2 separate regions of the Mus musculus genome follow, and region 1 is linked to region 2. A link is a contact called in public HiChIP or PLAC-seq data. All regions are on one chromosome and are shown on one strand. Each heading gives the region's core, a stretch centred on a gene start, on an enhancer-like site or on the middle of the called end of the contact. The rest is flanking DNA. Distances are from core to core; before and after follow the strand shown. Region 1 has its middle 37 kb from the start of Elovl6. Region 2 overlaps Enpep (glutamyl aminopeptidase).

Region 1 (5,401 bases), core at 633-3,132, 180 kb after region 2:
GCTCCAAACTTTGTCTCTGTAACTTCTTCCATGGGCATTTTGTTCCCAATTCTAAGAAGGGGCAAAGTGTCCACACTTTGGTCTTTGTTCTTTTTGAGTTTCATGTGTTTCGCAAATTGTATCTTATATCTTGGGTATTCTAAGTTTCTGGGCTAATATCCACTTATCAGTGAGTACATACTATGTGAGTTCTTTTGTGACTGGGTTACCTCACTCAGGATGATGCCCTCCAGGTCCATCCATTTGCCTAGGAATTTCATAAATTCATTCTTTTTAATAGCTGAGTAGTACTCCATTGTGTAAATGTACCACATTTTCTGTATCCATTCCTCTGTTGAGGGGCATCTGGGTTCTTTCCAGCTTCTGGCTATTATAAATAAGGCTGCTATGAACATAGTGGAGCATGTGTCCTTCTTACCAGTTGGAACATCTTCTGGATATATGCCCAGGAGAGGTATTGCAGGATCCTCCGGTAGTACTATGTCCAGTTTTCTGAGGAACCACCAGACTGATTTCCAGAGTGAAGATCTGATTTCTAAAGGAAATTGTTGTTGGCTTGATCCAAGTTAAAAAAAAAAAAAGTCAACAGACTGTTGATGCAATAAACAAAATAATCAAAGAGGATAAGGAACAAATTTATTCTGGGGGTGACCTTGATTGACCCTGGCCTGGGACTGTATATTCGGATCTCCCCAGACTCAGTACTCCAACACAGAGGTAGCTTTACGGAGCATTTATAGTGTAGAAAGTTATAAATGAAGGTAATTTGAAAACATGGTGGTACACAGATTAAACGGACAGTTACAGCAGGCAGAAGACTTGCAACCACAGGCTTCGTTTTCTATCTGAGAGCATTGATTTTTTTTTTTTCCAAAGATGGAGAATTAGGTTTTGTTAAGTTACTACATTCCCAAAGATTTTTTGATCTGTTCACTGGGATGTTATGCCTGATACAGAGGTGAGTAAGGAGTGGCTCCTAAGGAGGCTAAAGAAAAACACAAAGAAAATGTAGCCAGTCTATCAGACCAGTAGCATTCCAAACTCTCCACAGTTATAAAGTGTCCATCAGTTAATCAACCTGTGAAGACAGCTTGCTGTTTCCAAGACCAAAGACCCTGTGAGTTGGAGGGATTTTTATTCATGTCCTTTAGGAATTTCTGTAGGAGGGTTTAGTTAGTTAATTAGTTAGGCCATTCTCTGTCTTTTGCAAGCCTCTGTACCAATCAAAACGATCTATTTGGAGCTGGACAGTCTTGTGGACAGTTTGTTGTGTAAATATGAGAGTTCAGCATCCACAAACAAAGCCTGTGATCGCAGCACAGGCAGGAAGATGAGAAAAAAACCACATTAAGTCTGAGGCTAGCCTGGTCTATGTAGAGGCTATGTAGGAAGGAAGGAAGGAAGGAAGGAAGGAAGGAAGGAAGGAAAGAAGGAAGGAAGGAGAGAGAGAGAGAGAGAGAGAGAGAGAGAGAGAGAGAGAGAGAGAAAGAAAGAAAGAAAGAAAGAAAGAAAGAAAGAAAGAAGAGAGAGAAAGAGAGAGGAGAGAGAGAGAAAGGGAGGGAGGGAGGGAGGAAGAGAGAGAGAAGGAAGGAAGGAAGAAAGGAAGGAAGGAAGGAAGGGAGGGAGGGAGGAAGGAAGGAAGGAAGGAAGGAAGGAAGGAAGGAAGGAAGGAAGGAAGGAGAGAACAAATGAACAGTCCATACAGGACTTCACACAACCCTTTCCCCTGCACTACACCCTCAGAAATAACTAATTTCATCTGGAATAAAATGTCTTCTTTGTAGCCAGCACAGCTCCGAATCTCTGTTACTCTCACACCCATTTCTGTAAAACTGTGCAGTGTCTAGGCGCCCCATTTCTGAATCTAAAATGAACAGGAAGCCACACGGTGGTGCAAGCTTCCGCTCATCGCTGGATGTGTGGTTGAAGAGGATGAGAACTCCTCAGCCTCAGCTGCGTAGAAAGTTTGAGGCTGGCCGAGGCGACATAAGACCCTGGCTTAAACTAACAAAATGAACAGGACGTGTGTGGAAGAGTCCTCAGCTACTTGACTCCGGCAAACCCTAAGGGTTTATCCTGTTAGAGGTCTATGGCTAGACCCAGTCTATTCTCACCAACCAGCTAGTTAGGGTTTCAGATCTACTCAAGGCAAAATTATCTGGATGCAATAAGCAGCTTGCAGTCTTCCCTAGACTTAAACTCAGGGTAGGATGACCTCAGCCAGTTTACCTATGGCTGCTCAAGTTGTCCCATCTCATCCTCACTGGGCTTTTCTGTACCAGACCATGAGAAGAATGCCTATGAAAGCACAGTGAAATTGTAAAGAGTTAATTTGGGTGAGGAACGACTCATGCATTGGCGTACATCGGACAAAAAGAGGCTTAATCTGTTGAAACCAAAGAGTCAGAGGCTGGGGTTGCTAGGAAGATCACAAAATTCAAATAAACACTTCTCGATTTATATGCTGGTGCATGCTTGTAGTCAGCACTGTTGAAGCAGAAGCAAGAGGACTGGCACAGGTTCAAGGCCAGTCAGGTGTACTTAGTGAGATCTGGATCTGCCTAGGTGCCAACATAGTGAGATTCTTTCTCAGGAAGGCAGTAGAGGTGAATTAATTGAGTGGTTGCTGTATGCTCTGTTGGTCAGCTTCCTGGTGCTGTGACAAAATACCTGTAAATTCACTTTGCATAAGCACAGAGTGGGTACACAATGGGCACACAGTGGGCTGCCTCCATGAGTTCCACGTCCTCAGATTCAAAGAACCACAAACTGAACATTCCTTTAAAAAAAAAAAAAAAAACTTTTAAAAAAAAATTGCATTTGGACTGAACATATACCAAGCTCCCTGACCTAACATATTTTTGGTTTAGGTTTTTTGAGGTTTTGGTTTTTGGTTTGGGGAGAAGGGTTGTTTGTTTGTTGGTTGGTTGGTTGGTTGGTTGGTTAGTTGGTTGGTTGGTTAGTTGGTTGGTTGGTTAGTTGGTTGGTTGGTTAGTTGGTTGTTTGTTTGTTGGTTGGTTGGTTAGTTGGTTGGTTGGTTAGTTGGTTGTTTGTTTGTTGGTTGGTTGGTTGGTTGGTTGGTTGGTTAGTTGGTTGTTGTTTGTTTAGTTTTTGAAAGGAAGAATCTGTAACAAGTTTTCTTAGAACTAGAAAGTGGGGAGTTTGATGCCAGCTTTAGCTCGATAGTGAGTTTGAATCTATCCTGGGCTACACGGAGATCTACTTAGAATTTAATTAATTAGTGTAATCTAAAGAAAAAATAAATTTAAAAGAAAAGAAAGGTGTAAATTGGGGGACTTTTGGGATAGCATTGGAAATGTAATTGAGGAAAATACGTAATAAAAAATATTAAAAATAAAAAAAACAATAAAAGTAAGCTAAATGAAAAAAAAAAGAAAGGTGTAAATGAAGGCTCTGGATCTCATACAAACGTCTAAGTATTGGCATTGTGTATGCAAATTTCCATTAACTTCAAAACAAGGAAAACCCGCGCATACCTTACAGAGTACTGAATGAGTTGACAAGCAAGCCAAACATTTCATTTTTAATATAAGTATAATCCCACGAGCTAAAATGCAAACCAAAACCAAAACCAAAAGGAAAACAGCCCGCCCTCCTCGTTTTTGTTTTTGTTTTTGTTTTTTGCCTGTATTCTGCGCCTGTCCTTTGTCACAGTCGGCTTCAGGACTCTCCATCCTTCAGCACTAATCCTACCCCACCCCCACCCAGCAACTCTCTACCCATTTATGAGAATCCATTGTGACAGCCTGTGTTTACAAGCTGGGGAACCATGTTCTTCACATTCTAAGTTGGGGTTTCAACGAACATGAACTCTAGGCCCCATTTTTGAACTAGAAAATGAGAATGGTGGGAAGGGGCGCATGCGCAGACACAGCACCCCCACCAGCCTGTGCAGTGGGTGTTGCACTCTTGATTCGCTGTTCTCTTCAGGGCCTGAAGCAGGGAACAGAGTCCAGAAATGGTTATTTCAAAACGTGCGTTTGCATGGGGGACCATTGATTGTTTTATTCCTATCTACGCAGAGCCACCCAATCCCCAGAAATCTGTATCCTAGGTTGCCTGGTGAATGGATGGACAGGACTTGTGCCTTCCAACTTAGCATTGAACGCCTGTCAGAGTTGGGGTTTAGCTTGCTTTAGCCATGAGAGGGGCAGCTCAGACCCACACTGTTTCTTGCTGGAAAGACCTTTTCCACTTTGGTCTGGGCAATAATTTTTTCTGTCATGAAAGATTTTTAGTTAAAATGTTTCATTGTGTATGCTATGCATTTAAAACCTTAACTATCTATGACACATTACTTTCTTTGTACAAGAATACACTGGCCTGACACCAGCAAAAGTGAATTGTATTTTTCTTGTCATATGAGCTTTGCAGGTGTGTGTGCGTGTGTACATTTAAATAGTTTCTTAACCAATAGCTAGCAACGAAGATCCATTATATTTCCCAAGAGCCACTCCTACTGGTTGTCTTACTTAGGGTTCTATTGTTGTGAAGAGGCACCATGACCACAGCAACTTTTACGAAGGAAAACATTTAGTTGGGGCTGGCTTGCAGTTTCAGATTCCATGTCACCATGGTGGGAAGCATGGTGGCATTTAGGTAGTCATAGTGCTGGAGAAGAATCGAAGAGTTCTATATCTTGATCCACAGACAGCAGGAAGTGACAGGGACACACTGACCAGGCTTGAATTTCTGAGACCTCAAAGCTCACCCCCTAGTGAGACACACTTCCTCCAACAATGCTACACCTCCTAATAGTGCCAGTCCCTTTGGGCCTATGGGGGCCATTTTTATTCAAACCATCACACCAGTCACAGTAGATATCTCTCCTGTTTAGAGTTCATGCCACAGGTGCACAGCTTCCATTACTGTAGCAGCTACTGCTTATTAGTCTTTTGCTACTTAAGTAATGTCTGACTAAAACTCTCAAGAATTTTCCCACAGGCCTTGATCATAGCAACTCATGGTGCTCTGGCCACAAGAGCCCCTTTCATAACTGCTCAGCCACTGGGTGGCCACGAGACTGGTTTTCATCAGCACCACTGCTTTCAACGACTGTGAAATTCAAAGCTCTACAGATCTGTTTTGCATTTTTCTAAACATTTTTCAGCTTTTGTCTTTTTTTCCCCCAGTGCTGATAATTGGACTCAGGACCCAGGTAAGTTCTTAAGTATATACCCAGCCTGAGAATATCCCAGCATGTATTAGTGGGTTGACTGCTAAAACAAAACAAAACAAAACAAAACAAAACAAAACAAAACAAAACAAAATAACAACAACAAAACATGTAGAAATGCTATTCCAAGCAGCACTGTAAGGCAATCTATGTGTCCACAGTATGCCATTGTGCTCTGTGAAGTAGCCCCCATATTTGTGACTA
Region 2 (6,184 bases), core at 2,208-4,707:
TTCACAGCGTCTCTTACCAAATTAACTTCTTTGGTTGACTTTGTTTTTTAAGGCTAAAAATAATGTTTCAGAGTGAGAGGCAGAAATCGTTTGTGCACAAACTCAGTCCTAATGCTCTCAACATTCCCACGGAGAAGTTCCTGTAGCCTCCAGACTTCAGTGTGTCGTCCCTCCCTAGCCCTCCCTTTTCTCTGAAGGATTACATGACTGCTCTTTTATTCCAAGCCTCTCTGGTTTTATGTCTTTTCTTCTCTTTACAGTAATTCATTTTTATTACTTTCCCCCATCTTTTATTTATGACGTTGGTTATAAACAGCACCTATTTGGGGGATACAGTGTTAGGGAAAAAAAAAGAGTGAAGCCTTTAAATGAGAACTGAGAAGACAGAACATGTGAGTTCAGAGAGACAGCTTGCATGTCAAGGACACAGACTTAGAAACCCGAGTGATGTACAATTTAAGGACAGTCTGATTCTCGGCCAATCTAATGTCCCTTTCCTCTTTTCCTCCACCTTCCCTTTGCCATCTTCCTTTGTATTTTAAATAAGCTAGAAGGACATGGAATTGACCAATTTCTCTCTCTATTTTTTTATCCAGGTCACAGGAATTTCTGTCCTATTTTCTCTGGATTTTAGAAATAACACCCAACAAAGGGAAGCAACATTGAACACTTCCACATTAAATCTGCATACAGGAAAAACACCGATTATCAGGGAATACAGCTTCCCAAGCTAATGAACTGTAACCTGAATATAATTTTTATTACTACTATAATTTAAATGAGGCACAAAATTTTAAATAAGTGAAATTTCATTCTAACATGTAAGAAAGAGGCCTTTTTGATTAAAATTTCTTAAAGATTTGTATGAAAGAATAGTGTATATATATATATATATATATATATTCATTGAAAATCAAGGTAAGAGTCGTGATTTTCTTGTCATGTTCTCATTGTAGGGGTCGCTCTTACTGTGGCATAAGAATAGCCCTCAAGCTTGGGAAAGTATGACCCTATAGCCAACAGTTTTTACAATGTTGGAAAGTACAATTTGCACAAATCCTTGAGCAAATGCATGCAATCTCTTCTCTAGTGAACACGGACATTATAATTAATTAATGTCAATTCAATTACCTTTTGATATGAGTGAGGACATCACTTCCAAAGGCTCTAGTATACAGATAAATCTGAAAGTGTTAAAGACACCCAGGGAAGCACATGGGAGAGAAGAGAAGAGGGAGAGAGAGAGAGAGAGAGAGAGAGAGAGAGAGACTGGTGTGAATTCTGCATCTGGGGTCACCGTGATCACAAGGAGTGAGACAAAGACAATGAACTCTGCATTCCAGTTCCTGTAACATTCGGAATTTTCCTCTGAGTCTGGTAGAAAGCTACTTGTCTTTCTGTTTCCTCTCATAATTTATATGTGGTATAAAGGACCATTGAAGTGAAAATGAGATGTGGGGGTGTACACACACAGAGCCACCGTGCCTTTTGCCTTCTACGGAATTTATTAAGGTGGTAGATACTAGATAGGGAAGTAGATTCTTGGTTTTCTCTCTCTCTCTCTCTCTCTCTCTCTCTCTCTCTCTCTCTGTGTGTGTGTGTCTGTCTGTCTGTCTGTCTGCCTCTCTCTGTGTGTCTGTCTGTCTGCCTCTCTCTCTCTGTCTCTCTCTCTCTGTCTGTCTGTCTGCCTCTCTCTCTGTCTCTCTGTCTCTGTCTCTGTCTCTGTCTCTGTCTCTGTCTCTCTCTCTCTCTCTCTCTTTCTCCAAGACAAGGATTCTCTGTGTAGCCCTGACTAACCTGAAACTCATCCATAGACTAGGCTGGCCTTGAACTCAGATCCACCTGCCTCTGCCTCCCAAATTCTGGGATTAAAGCTATGCACCACCACAGCCCAGGCAGTTGGTTGGTTTTCTTAAGACCTTCCCTTCAAGTGTCTCCAAGGGTCTTACAGTTACATCTCTGTTCAAACTGGTCACTCAAGCTTGTCTGTGCTGTTGATGGAGACAGCATGTCCATACATTTGGAATATGGCTTTCCTTGCATATTACCAAAAAATAAAAATAAGATGTGTTTCTCTCCACACTGAAGAAAAGGAAACTCTAGAAGGAGCTCCAGTATTTCATTCCCGGGGCTGGAAAGTCTTGCACAACAAGGGTCGGGTGGGAAGCACACGAGCCTCTTACGACATCGCTGACCCTTACTGTTTTCCAACTCCCTTAGGAGGGCCAGGCATGCAAACCATTGGCGGAGTCCTGATTTTTAAATCTAATGATGTAGGTGGCTGTTTTGGCCCCACCGTGAGCAAGCTCCGCAGGAGCTGCTTTCTGAATCAAAGATTAGCTCTTCCTCATATAAGAGGAGAGAGTGGCTATTATTTTTGAAAGACTCCAGCGTGGATCTTTGAGCTTGTAGTTCCCGTCAGACACGAAGTGCATGCACATACTAAAAAGACTCAGAGATGATCAGTAATTCATGGTGATAGAATTAGACACACTAGGTTAACTTAGGCTTTAAAAAAAAAAGATAAAACAAAACAAACAAACAAAAAACCCAAAGGCAACTTGAAATGAGGAATTAAAAGTGTTTTCTCACCCAGTTTAGGAAGCGCATACTCCATAGCGAAGTAGTCTTCGAAGTAATCAAATACAGCTTGGGTTATGTTTGCCGCATACTCTGCTGTCTCCTTCTGATTGGGCTGGACATAGACCTTGAGCTAGTAAGGAAACACAGACATTCAGGAAGATAAGGCTTCATCTGATGACACACACACCCACAAACCGTGAGGCATGGTATAACTGACCGCCAGAGGCCCTTGCAGCCAGCTTCGCGTCTGAAGCCCCAGCCTGCTCTGTGTAGCCTTGCACAAATCACTTCTCAGCTCTAAGACTTGGGTAAAAAGGGTCATTAGGATGTAACTGTGTGACATTAGTGAGTAGAAACAGCTTAAGGCGCAGTGATTGGCATGCAAACCATTGGATAAGTTTGCTACCAAAGCCTGATAGCGTGTCAGACATTAAAATATATCATCGCCTTTTAAAAATCTGTATTGTCTGGGGCTGGAGAGATGGCTCAGCAGTTAAGACCACTGACTGCTCTTCCAGGGGACCTGGGTTAAATTCCCAGCACCCACATGGCAGCTCACAACTGTCTGTGACTCTAGTCCCAAGAGATCTGACACCTTCACACAGACATACATGTAAGCAAAGCATCAGTGCACATAAAATAAAAATAAACAAATCATTTTTTAAAACAAACAAAAAAACAAACCCTTGCATTGTCTTTTTGGTGTCTATGTCTCTATTTATTTTTCCTTATACCCACTGGTTTGTCCTGTGTACACAGTTCCCTGTGAGGAAGCAAACTCATTTCATTCTTTCCTCTTTGTGACATTACACTCTGCTTTTCTAAATGGCCCAGCTATGCTCCAATTTCACTCCCAGAGCCTAAAATACGATGACTCAAACTTTTCCCAAGAGGGAGTGAGTAAGAACCTTCCATCCTCTGAGGTGCTGGCAGATTATTTTATGTTCCTGTGACCTAATTTACAAACCAAACTGAGTGCAGATTTTTGTCCCAACTCTAATCATCCATGACTTTATTAAATATATATATTATTAAGAATTCTTCTAAGCAGACGAACAGATGCTGTCCCTGGATGCTAGGATCTGTGCTGAGGAACCTTCCGATCGTTTAGAAAGTTTCAGTGTGTGGAAGTGGGAGAAGTGCTTCAGACTAGAGTCCGCTACATTTGTGAGAAAGTCAAGTGAGGTACGGATGGTACCCCCAAGACCTGATCCAAAACCCTCTAGCAATGGTGAGATTCAGTCATTTTATTAAGTTCAAGACTGTTGACCCAACTAGACCTGATGATTCAAGATTACTCATTTCCTGTTCCCATGGCGTTACTACAATGTTGATGTTCATTTGAGCATACACCCCCTGCCCTGCTTCTTAGAAGAGAGCTCTGGAGAACTCCTACACTATAAAAGGCAGATAATGAAAGTGTCCCTTATATGACCTGTGCTCCCCATTTTAGCTGATCATCCCACCTTTTTGGCATAAAGAGAAATGAGCCCCCCACCGCAGCCAGTGACCTTCTCAACATTCATTGAGCTTTTTAGCCTTTACTTGCCAGAAGAGATGAGATGATCCATTTCTACTCCCTTCTCCCAGCCTCTTGTTGAGCAATGACAGACCTTCTCCAAGTGATAACTGAACCCAAGGGCCCAGTTGGCAGCCACTAAGCAGAATACTGGTGGCCTGGCATGAAAAATCAAAGCCAGCATGGCAGCTTGGCACTGCCTTGCTGTCCATAGAAAGGCTCAGAACCTTTCGTCTGTCAGTGAGTTAGTATGCTAGACTTGCCACAATCATTCTCTACCAGACATTTCAGGGAGAGCTGTCTCTCTTGACACTGCCCTGCCGTCTACACTACGCCCCCCACCCCACCCCGGTGCTTTGTGCTGTCTGTTTGGAGTGGGAAGCCAAGTTGACAAAAAGGGAATAAATAGCTTTTCTCTTATACTGGACCCTACTATAAAGCAGGCTTAGTTTTGTAAAAGTTCATTTGTCATATTTTATGTGTATGAATGTTTTGACTGCATGCATGTCTGTGTATCATGTGTGTGACTAAGCAGGCCAGAGGGAGTGTCAGAAAGATTCCTTAGCTATAGGTGGTGGTGAGCAGCCATGTGGGTGTTGAGAATCGAACCTGGATCTTCCTCAAGAGCAGCAAGTGCTCTTAACTGCTGTGCAAGCTCTCCAGCCCCATAAAGCAGGCATTTAGCATTTTTAATACGATGCCTTTCGTTCCAGTGTCTCTAGTCTCTCGGACTTGGCTATCATGGTGGACCAACTAAGAACTACTTAATGAGTCTCTATACCATCCTTTGCCCCAACCCTATTTGTATCCAAACCCCAAACCTTGTATAAACCTTCCCAACATTCGCTTAAGAGTCTCACTGCAGGTGATGTTAGCTCTTCTCCTGCAGGGAGCTTCTTAGGCTACCTATCAGGCCTATGGATTTTGAACAACTACAAATAGAATGCCATAGTTGACGTAACTGCTGATCATTTTACTGAAACTCTTATGTGGATCCTGCTTCCACAACCTCTTATTCACTATTAGAAGTTCCAAGAGCCCTGGAAATCAAAAGTGTTTTATGTAACTAAATTAACTCATTTGGCAATGTCATTGGACCTGAATTGATAGATGGATAGGTGGATTTTCATATCTTTTCTTTTTCCTGTTACACACACATACACACACAAACACACACATCACTATGTCTACATGAATTCTTTATCAGGTACTACCCCAGGTCCCATGAAATGTATCAATGCATTAGTACTTGAAAAAACATTGCCTTCATACAAATCCAAACATGTGATTTCTAATGTAAAACCATCCCCCCAAAGACCTGTGACATTTATTTGAAATGGCTCCCAGCATGCAGCAGTGGGTGGATAAAATACAAAGTGGGAGACCCATAAGACACAGGAGGGCGTTAACTGATGAGTCTCTACAGAGCTTGTGATAAGAAGCAGTGGGTGAAGTTGGAGTGGTCAGCTTACCGAGTAGCTACAGGATCTCGTACCTAACCAAGAAGCTGTCTGCAGTTGACACCCACCGGCAAAATGAGAACCAGTTTTCTCCAACAGATTGTAACTGGGTACATCTACTATACTCCAGGGTAGGCCCCATGCCCAGGAGTCGCTGGCCAACACAGAAAGAGTCCCATGGGTTCTTAGCAGACTTTTTGTTTCCATTTTTGGGGTTTGGCTTTGTTATATTTTTATCCTATTGGTCTTTGGCTAGTTTGTTTTGACTTTAATTTCTATGTTTTGATTTTGAAAGACACAGAGAGAGAAAGAATAGGTAGATGATAGGCAGGCAGATAGATGGATGGATAGATAGATAGATAGATAGATAGATAGACAGACAGACAGATAGACAGATAGATATATAGACAGACAGGCAGGTAGACAGACATACAGTCAGACAGACAGAATAAAGTTGGGTAAGGAGGTGGGAAAGACATTGGAGAGGTGGGGAAGAAATCATAATCAAAATATACTGTATAAAAAAGTTTTTAGAAAGAATTACTAACACTGGGCATGGTATGGCAGTTCGTGCTTTTAACTCGGCACTCATGAGGTTGAGGCAGATGGATGTCTGTGAGTT

Evidence for each region. HiChIP or PLAC-seq counts read pairs in DNA pulled down with a chosen protein or histone mark.
Region 1: a BATF HiChIP or PLAC-seq map of CD8 T cells shows a contact between it and region 2, with 5 read pairs. The contact joins two enhancer-like sites. A contact is called at or near these places in 9 of 39 promoter capture datasets (the 3T3-L1 cell line, the C10 cell line, HPC-7-derived erythroid cells and 4 more), 1 of 15 datasets of contacts at CTCF or cohesin (CD8 T cells), 5 of 484 Hi-C or Micro-C datasets (CD4 T cells, the G1E-ER4 cell line, embryonic stem cells and 1 more), 3 of 115 datasets of contacts at active chromatin or transcription factors (CD8 T cells and embryonic stem cells) and 2 of 9 other capture datasets (embryonic stem cells and liver).

The regions. Positions count from the first base shown.
Region 1 is chr3:129,492,404-129,497,804 of GRCm38.p6, forward strand. No RefSeq gene overlaps it. Among named protein-coding and RNA genes, the nearest start is that of Elovl6, 37 kb to the right of the region's middle. Within about 2 kb of position 1,883, at least 33 of the 459 cell types and tissues checked have an H3K27ac peak or open chromatin away from gene starts, as enhancers often do. A contact at or near this core is called in CD8 T cells, where this site is marked.
Region 2 is chr3:129,309,969-129,316,152 of GRCm38.p6, forward strand. Enpep (glutamyl aminopeptidase) reads right to left here. Exons shown (of 20, transcript NM_007934.3): 4 at 2,593-2,713. Among named protein-coding and RNA genes, the nearest start is that of Enpep, 20 kb to the right of the region's middle. Within about 2 kb of position 3,458, at least 50 of the 459 cell types and tissues checked have an H3K27ac peak or open chromatin away from gene starts, as enhancers often do. A contact at or near this core is called in CD8 T cells, where this site is marked.